Linked DNA regions of Hordeum vulgare: region 1 is linked to region 2. Evidence: chromatin contacts called from public Hi-C data. All regions are on one chromosome and are shown on one strand. Each heading gives the region's core, a stretch centred on a gene start, on an enhancer-like site or on the middle of the called end of the contact. The rest is flanking DNA. Distances are from core to core; before and after follow the strand shown. Region 1 has its middle 94 kb from the start of LOC123447935. Region 2 holds the start of LOC123447934 (protein CELLULOSE SYNTHASE INTERACTIVE 3).

The links. Hi-C and Micro-C count contacts between places; a contact is called where the count stands out from the background.
Region 1: a Hi-C map of leaf shows a contact between it and region 2, with 2.9 times the contacts expected there. The contact joins the enhancer-like site here to the promoter of LOC123447934 in region 2. A contact is called at or near these places in 2 of 6 Hi-C or Micro-C datasets (both in leaf) and 1 of 1 datasets of contacts at active chromatin or transcription factors (embryo).

What each region holds. Positions count from the first base shown.
Region 1 is chr4H:76,893,230-76,897,967 of MorexV3_pseudomolecules_assembly, forward strand. No RefSeq gene overlaps it. Among protein-coding and RNA genes, the nearest start is that of LOC123447935, 94 kb to the right of the region's middle. Within about 2 kb of position 2,367, at least 3 of the 3 cell types and tissues checked have open chromatin away from gene starts, as enhancers often do. A contact at or near this core is called in leaf, where this site is marked.
Region 2 is chr4H:76,714,003-76,718,962 of MorexV3_pseudomolecules_assembly, forward strand. It overlaps LOC123447934 (protein CELLULOSE SYNTHASE INTERACTIVE 3), which reads right to left and starts at 1,820. Exons shown (of 7, transcript XM_045124669.1): 1 at 1,645-1,820; 2 at 226-369. The coding sequence starts at 308.

The sequences.
Region 1 (4,738 bases), core at 1,117-3,616, 180 kb after region 2:
TGAACTAATGAGGCAACAAAGTTGATGCATGCTTGGTACATTAGGTTGGATGTTATTAACAAGGTATGGGCTGAATAATACATGTATAAAATCATGTCGTCCAAAACTGCAATTAGTCTTGATTGCATCTATACTATTAAATGTTGTACTCCCTTAACATACCTAATTAGCTGTCTTTTGTTGCCTCATCACTGAAAGTCTGAATTTCAGTACCAAATCATAAACAGATCCTCATGTATGTTGCCAAATGTTTTGAAGCAATTTGGCTTCAAACCAAGTGGATGTCTATGATTTTTTCAACAAAGAATGGTAGGTGCCATGGCTACAAACCAAACAATGGAGACTTTCCAATATCTTGGTCATGCCCTTTTGGTCGGGCCATGCCAATTTATGGAAGTGCTAAATGGGGTTCACACCAAATATACCCAATACTATTTCATGTATTAGATGTAAACTGAGTTTTTTATGTCTCTATTTTTGGGTTCTCATTGTTATCCTAGCAAAACGCGACGAGAATTGTGTAGGCTATAATGAATTTGAAAGCAGCTTATCATAACTGTAGTATTTATCAATGTCTTCGAAAGTGGATTACACACTTTCCGAAATGGCCAATAGACAATCTGTCGTCACTAGTCTAGAGTATACACCAACTACGAAAGTGGTGTTTAAGAGATGTCATCAAAGAAAAGCACCAAACTGTTTTGTATCAAGGTGTCGCAACTTTGAGTAATTGTGTAGGTTATTTTAGTGCGAGAGTTTAGAAATTTTTAGTTGCGGCTTATCTACTGTTTCATCTAGTTTATTGTGGCAAACTTATTCACGAGTCCCACTTTATAGCTTTCTCTTATTTTATGATTATTGGATTTCTTTTAGCCCTTCTACTTTTTAGTTAGTCACGATAATTATCTTTTGTTTCTACAAATACACAAGTCGGTGCAACCACGCATCATCTTCATTTTCTGTTATCCATATCATTGCTCTTGGCCATTGTTGGCATCACCAACACCGAGCACTAGCGGCAAGAACCTATTGGTGAACAAGGCCAAGAGAATACTGGGAACCTACAGCCGAAAGTAGCAGTGGAGGTGGCACCCACGAGCAGCATTGCTGGCAGTGGTCTAGAGCAACGGAAACGGTTCCTCGGACAAGCACGGGAGGCAACGGTGCAACAGTCGAGTGTAGCAGTTCCCGGAGAAGTGAAGGAGTCGGTGGCTGGGATCAGTGCAGCGCGGGTGGCAAGAAATGAAACGAGTAGTTGGCCCAAGAGGCAATTTTACCCATGTACAAAATACGAAGAGGAACATGTACATGTACTGCTTTAATTGGCGACATAGCTGCACGCTACCTCCTGGAAATTTCTTTCACTTGACATGATAGCCATGCTATTTCTTATTACATACTCCCTTCGTGTCGAATTACATATCTTAAATTTGTCCACACACGGCACATGTTAGATACATCTGTATATCGATAAATCTAAAACAAATAATTCAAGACAGAGGTAATAGATAATTTAATTCTTATATATGAAAGAATAAATTAATAGATTTCTCTTTAAAATTACATGGTGCAAATTTGATGAGGCTTCTCCGCATATTTCCTTCTATAGCATTATGGGATTGTTGATCACCATCCAAGTGAAGCCACTAATAATGATGGCATTTAGATTAGCAACCAACCGATGAGATGAGCAATGACATCACAATATAATTTTCCCTTCTGTTATGCTCAAGTTAGCTAATTCAATAAATAAATAGTACATCAAAATAAACGTATTTGCAAACTTAAACTCATTGCTTTGTTATTTTTTATTATATTATATTTTTCCATTGGTTGAAGGCGAGGTCGCTACAACTAAATCCGACAGTTTATAAAATAAAGCCTTCGTTAAATTGTACCCATTAATGCGATGAAGAATCCACTTTTTTGATTATTACATATAAAAAATATATATTTATATCCTAACAAAAACATTCGTTACACTTGCGTTGATTATTACACATAAAGACGTGTATTGCACGTGTACGTGTACTATTTTTTCAAAAGGTGAGGAAATTTAACAGCGTGAAATGCGTGGAATCAACAATATTCTGCTCGGAGGTGAGATGAGAAGCGAAGGAATTTCCTTTTCAGCAAAGGAACAGAACGCATCGCGGAAACGACAAGCATTAGCTGGTGGTGATCTGGTACGGCCGCAGTCAGAGATGCCTCCACGAACGAAATACAGCCATGACGGAAGGACTAATCTGCAAAGCAGCTAATTACCCTCCTGGCGACCAACGTCTCGGAGGTAGATAGCCTTCTCTGACACCCGGGTCAAGGGGCGCTCGTTCATCCTGGGGCCCACGCGTAAGCGTCCGGTCCCGCAGATCCAACGGCCGCCCGCTCGGGCTCGGCGGGGCCCACTCCAATCTCCAGTGACGTCAGGCGCCGGGCCCGCTACAGCGCCTTTCCAGTGGCGTTAGGCGCGTGGGGGCTGCTTTCCCTCACGTGCTCGCAACGGCAACTAGCAGGCCCGCCGTGGGGCCGCGTCGTCGGCGAGGCGAGGCCCGCTTTGGGAGTTGGGACAGAGTGGCCGGGACCCGGTCCGGCAGCGTGACAAAATCACGGCCACCTTTCCTGAGTGTAGAACATGAGACGTACCACGGCGAATTTCCTGCTCAAAAAATTGGTGCGGTGTACGGTTTCAACTAGAAAATGGGACCGTAGACTGTTTGCTTCGCTCGGCAAGTGCAATGCAATACGGTACAATATAATTACTCCGTCAGAGTAGTACCCGTAATAACCTATTAATCGAATGTGACGGACTCGAACTTGGCCGTGCCCCGTCGATCGTCGATGCAGGAGTATTTCCAACAAACGCACTGAATAAGTTGTGTCTCACAAAAGGCTTCTTAGTGCAGGTCGAACAAAACCGCATACGCGTGCTACATTTTCCCAGCATCCAGTACCGCACGTTGAACAGTAATTCGTCCGCATGAATGTCCATCAACCATCGGATCTGAAAGCTCCCTCGCACGCGGGACTTTCCCATCCTCTCCAGCGACCCTGTCGGCGCTCCCCTCCCCCGTCGTTCCTCACCGCACGCGTCGCTTCCCCCTCTTCTCCGATGGCCGCCGCCGCTTCCTCCGCTGCGGCCGCTCCTGGAGCGCCCCGTTCCATCGACAAACAGCGTCCGGCGGGGGTTTGCAGCTCGGCGTCCACAAGGTGTTTGATAAAGCGCTTGCAAGGTATATATTGCTACTAAACTTCATTTTTGTAGATGATTTTGGAGTATGCTGTTTGTGGTGTTAAATTTTAGTTTGAATTCAAATTTGTAGATGAGTTCATCCCACGATTCTTTTAATGAAGAATTTGATCTTGAAGAGGAAGAGGACCTCGCAATGATCCTAGCTATGCATATCAACAAAAAGCCGAAGCACGGTTGTTCGATATTTGGTCGCCAGAAATTGTGGAGGGAAAGGGTCAAAGCCCACAACACATTGATGAGAAACTATTTTGCGGAGATTCTCACATACCTCGAGTCCTACTTTCGACGTCGTTTAGGATGAATATCGAGTTGTTCAAACACATTGCAGATAGACTGGCGAGCCATGATTGGTTTTTTCAGCAGAGGAGGAATGCCGCCGAAGAACTCGGCCATAGCACCTTTCAAAAGGTGACAACCGCTTTGCGTATGTTGGCATACGGCATTTCGGCGGATCTAGTTGATGATCACTTGGCCATGGGTGAGAGACAAGCCATCATGTGTGTGAAACGCTTCGCGGTTGGAATCGTGCAAGTGTTTGGTCTGAAATATTTGAGAGCTCCCAATGCTCAAGGCGCCGCAAGGCTTTTGAAGATGAATAAAGCTTGTGGGTTCCCAAGTATGTTTGGCTTAATAGATTGTATGCATTGGAGTTGGAAGAACTGTTCTAAGGCACGACAAGGACAATTTCACGGCCAGAAAAAAGATGTCACTACAATCCTTGAAGCGGTGGCCGATCAGGAGACTTGGGTTTGGCATGCTTTTTTCGGAATGCGAGGATATTTGAACGATGTCAATGTTGTTCAGCGGTCACCACTCATGAATAGTATTGCAAACTGTGAACTGTCAGCGGTGCAGTTTGTAGCAAATGACCATACATAAAATTATGTCTACTATCTTGCGGATGGCATCTACCCAAGGTGGCAAACATTTGTGAAGCCGTTGAAAAAACTGGGAGGTAAGAAAAATCTTGATTTCCATAATGCTCAGGTGGCGGCTAGGAAAGATGTGGAGAGAGCTTTTGGGATTTTGCAAGCCTAATTTCCTATTGTGAGAAGACCGGCTAGATATTGGGATCAAAATATTCTTTGATACATCATGGACGATTGTGTGATTATGCATAATATGATCATCGAGAACGAGCGTGGGCAAGATTTAGACTATTCTTAGTATGAGTTGTTGGGACATCCCGTACGAGCGCGGTGGGGGATCGAGAGGGTGGCCCGCTTTGTTGTCTTCTATCATGCCATTCGACGTGTCGAAACGCATGATGATCTTCAGAAGGATCTAGTCGAGGAGTGGTGGATATGAAATGTGCGACAAAACGCATGATGTTGTATGTTTGTTGTACTAAACATTTATTGTATTTCTCGAAACTATTTGTTGTATTAAAGTTTAATTATTTGTTTCAGTTGTAATAATAATTAACTATTTTTAATAAATTATGTTGTGTTTGTTTGATCTTCTTTATTTGACACTAAATGTAAAATA
Region 2 (4,960 bases), core at 570-3,069:
TAAAAAATTATGAATAATAAAGAGAGGACTAAATGCTTAAAATGAAATGAAGGGTCGCTAGACAAGGATATAGCAACACAAACAAAGCAAGCTAATTTTGCTGATTCCATGAAAACTTCCAGTGTAATAAACATAATAATAAGACAATGAGAAAATTGAGATCTTTTTTTTAACAGTAAAAATTGAGATCTTTTTTTTAACAGTAAAAATTGAGATCTTGTATACCTTGATCTAGAAGATGACGTGGATGGCGCAGGTGAAGTAGGGTCTCGAGAATCTCGAGGTTCCGTTGAGTTGGATATCGGCATGATTGAACAGTTACCAACGTTTACAATCTTAATTGTTTTATATGTCCTCCTGCAAGACAAACTGGACGTATTCAACATAAAAAAGTAATATTGCCAGCTTGTGTCATCAATTTTTCAAATTAACTTACATTATACCAGAAGGGTGGAAAGGTAACCACTTATATGATATAACATGTGGATACCAAGATAATATCATAATCATGTTAATTTATGAGTGCAATATTAAAAGATAGCCATGGTCAGCAGATCCAGTTCTAACATGCAAAAAATTACAGTTGATGTAAATCGTCATGAGGAAATTCAGATCCCAAATTTTTTTACTTTCCGACTTAACTGTCAAAGATGAGAAACAAAATTATCGACCATGATCTATCATCGTATGCCCCAGTTCCATGCAAGTATACTTCAGTGGCGAGATTCCTTGCACACCTCAGCTGCAATGACACCTACGCGGGTGGCACACACTTCCGAAGTGCAAATGCATGTAGCAATTAGCTCCAAACAACCCGAGCAACTGTGTCTAGCTTCACGAAAAAGCACACACTTCCAAAGTCCAATTGCATATAGCAATTAGCTCCAAACAACCCGGGCAACTGTGTCTAGCTTCACGAAAAAGGTGTCTTCCCTAATTTCAGCAAATTTGAGGGAGGACAGCCCCCAGCGGCAGAAGGTGTTGCAAATGCCAAAGAAAAAAAAACTGTCGACCAGAGCTGCCAATGCACGGGGATAGGAACGACCATACTAGCAGTAAACGAGTTTAAGACAGGCGTGAGTGCAAAATTGTACCATTCCACGTGGTGGGGAGTTCAATTACTCCTGAAATCCCAATAGAGAGTGGCCGCCTCAACCGAGCACTGTTTATTTATATTACACAGACCATGACCCAGTGAAAAGCACGCCTTTTCTACAGTATGGTAAGATCGGACCATGGCCTTCAAAACAAGACACTATAATGGCTAACTAAAGGCTGATGAACAGAGAAACAGAAGAGCGGGTCGCGACAGAATTCCTCGAGAATTACTCCCCCCCGAGCGCACCTAACTACGGCCTGCCCCAGATCGCTCCTCGCGCCACTGCGGAGCGACAAGCGACGGCGGACCACCACCCGATCACGCGAACCACCCGAAATCCCTCCGCCCACCTCCACCGCCTCGCCAACGGGGCCATCGCAGGCGAGATCCCGACCGCCAGGCTTCAACGAAAAGCAACGCGATACCCCCTAGAACCAGCGCGAATCGCTCGGAATTGGGCGCCGCCACGGGCAGGCAGCAGCCCCCTGCCGGGCGCGCCTGGCCAGAGATCGACGAACGAGACCGGGGGAGGGGGGGGGGCTCACCGGCGGCAGGCGAAGACGTCCGGCGGCGAGACCGAGGCGGAGGAGAGGAGGAGGCGACGCTTGGTCTCGCGCCCACTCGCCCACTGTGCCGCGCAGTGTGGGTGTGAACTGTGAAGAGAGAGAGAGAGAGATGCGAAAGCTTTTTGGAACAGGGGAAGTGGGGAGGGAGGGAGAGAGAGGGGTGGGTCTTTTGCGGATCACTCCCGTCATTGTCGCGTTATTACGGCAGCGGACATGGACGGACGCCTGGGCTGTGTCAAGTGGAAATTAACTGCGTTCCTCTTTTAGTAACGGGCAGATCGCTGTCGTACTACGCAGCGGTAGTGGAAGCATTTACAGCACCTTCAACCGTGTCAGTAAGTAAAATAGTCACTGTTTGCGTGAAGTTGGGTCAGAAAATTCTCTTCAACAATTTTCATAAACGAGCACATTTTTAGTGATAATAGAAGAAGACAGATTTAGAGGGATTTTACATTAACTGGGAAACGACCTCGTCGGACAACTTCCTCTAAACTTTACTGTGCCCCATAAAAGTGGTTTTACGGGGAGATTCTTACATAAACTGATGAAGATTCTCTAAGCAAGTGGGTAGGGTGTTCCTGTAAACACATTTGCTCAAAGAGACAGGCTCTTAATCCACCTTGGGATTAAAATGTGATGTAGCGTATTCTATACTAATTTAAATTCTAGATTGTTAAGTTAACCGAAATCATGTAAACATGTATCATGTAAAAATAGTTTCTTTAGACCCATTAAGAAAAAAATTTAGAAAAGGAGGATGACCCCCGGCCTCTGCATCTGAAAGATGCATGCAACCATTTTATTAATTATTCACAAAGATCTTACAAAGCAATACATCAATATATCTGAAGCCGTCCTCTTGGCAATATCTATCGCTACTCCTATCCAATGATGAAGGGGTGCAGAAAGTGTGAGCCACATACCCACACCTCTCACCTAGACTAACATCTAAAGCCGGAGGCCCCGACTGAGCCACATACCGGGTCAGGGGCACAAACCGGTCCAACGCACCCTCATAGGTCGTCGCCGCCGCTTTCCATCAATCCATCTTCAGAAGAGTTACTGACGCATCGACCTTGCAAGGCTTGCCGTCGATGCCCCCACAGCGCCAAACAGCGCATCCTCCCTACGCGCGCTCATCATCATGCATCCGTCGCCGAGACTTTGCTGCGCCTCGCTGCCGAGACTCCACGACATCGATGTGTCACAAGGAATGCCGCTCCACCGTTGATGCCGACCAATGATCCCTCGAGCCCGTGTGTACCTCCATGAATGATACCCCCAAGAGGGAAACGACACCAGAGCGTCGCCGTCATCCGATCTACTGATCTAGGGTTTCCTCGGAGGTAGCAAAGAGCAGCCTTGAACTTCTCCTCGGCGATGCCTTCAGGAAGGAAACGACCTAGACAACGCCGCCATCGCCGGCTTTGGCAGTAGCCGAAAGCAAGCTTTTACCCAGATCTGTTCGAAGAACCCATCTCTCCTGCACGGGCCACCACATCCTGCGACGTCCCCGGGAGCAGGATCCCAAGATCCGCCGCCACCGGCAACGCCACAAGAACCCACCACCTGACCGTCATCCCTGACGAAGGGAATGGCGCCACCACCTTGTTCAAATCCAGCATCATCCAAGAAGGAGAACCGGTCTGGGGTTGTGAACCCCAGATCCGCCGGCAGCCCCCGCAGCGCCGCCAGGATCCCATCGGGCCGCCGCCCGAGCGCGCCAACTCCGCCTCCATGCCGTACGTCCAGGGACGCCGTCGCATCTCAGCCAGAGGATCCCCTCGTGAAAAAGGGAGGAAGGCCCGTCGTCCGCCGTCCGCCGGACGAGCGAAGATCGCCGGCCTCCTCCGGCGGCGGCGGGGAAGCAGGGGAGGAGGGAGGTCGAGGGCGGCGGCGGCTAGGGCGCCCGAGTCGCCCCCCTAGAGGCGACGCGAGAGGTTTTGTTTGAATTATCTACCTGATCGTGTATGTTTTAGTGTATTTGTCTATAGACTTAGTTGAAAGAGAGAAAATCTATTTCGTACAAAACTAGAACTTTGAATTAATGTGAGTGGAGTAAAAGAGATTAGAGTGCGCAATGGGTGTCTACAAGTCTAATGTGTACTTTCCTTCTTTTCATTTTATTTATTTTTATATTTCAACATGTCTATGTCTATCATTCTTGGCAATATATTGTTATTGTGAATATGGTACCTACTCCCTCCGTCCGGTGAAAAGTGTGCATATAGAAAATTTAGGACAAATTATGAAGTGAAGTAAAAAATGCATTGGAAAAGACCCAACACCCAATAAGCTAATTGAATGTAGAAATTTAAGAGACCATGTGTAAAATATCATTGGTCTTGATTACCGCGTGATGAGACAGAAGCATTTTTTCCCATTTTAAATTGTATTGGGAAAAGAAAAGTACACTCTTTTGTGGACAAATTTTTAAGTCAAATGTACACTCTTCACCGGACGGAGGGAGTACTACCCATGTAACTAAATATAGGACGTAAATGGAGTAGACATTAAAACCATGGTCATTACTTGACAAAATGGAGACGGTTAGAAGGGTTGGACGCGCTTTGCTACATCGTTGGTGTTGTTGGGTTTTCATTATATTTTTACCCATTCTATTTCAAAATTGACGGTGATTAGCTTCTTGAAAAGTTGAACTTCTTTAATATACCTTATATTTTGACTTTTCAAAAACTAATATACCTTATATTCTGAAACTGAGGGAATATTTGATTTGACAAGTGAGGGAAATGACGGACATGGTTTCCTTTTATTTATAATGCGGTGTTTTGTGGGCCTTTTTATGGTGTGATTTTCTGTTATCTATTAATTAATCGTATTTATGTGGTAAAAAATTCCGCATCGGTGGCTGCATGTACTTTTTTTACGCTACAATATCACATGGTGATGCTTTTATTCTAGGTGATGAGAGGGTGTGGGTGATTGATATGGACGGTTGATTTGAAAAATCGTTGACCAGTCAATATGTGAACCAGTTACAAAGCTGAGTATGCCAATCGAATGGGGGAGCTCCAAAAATAGGGAGCCTAGTGAATTAAAAGATATAGTGATAGAACTCCTTGAGAAATTATTGATCGGGTTAAAATGGAGTGCGCAATTTTAAGTTGAAGGCTTCAATTGAGTGCGGTCAAAAGCCAATTCTAAAATTAAATATCCCAATAGAATGGGATAGCTACAAAATTAGAGAACATAGTAACTTAAAAGAAAATTAATGAGACAACTCCTTAAGAAATTATTGACCCAATCAAAATGGGTTGATCCAATTCTAAAT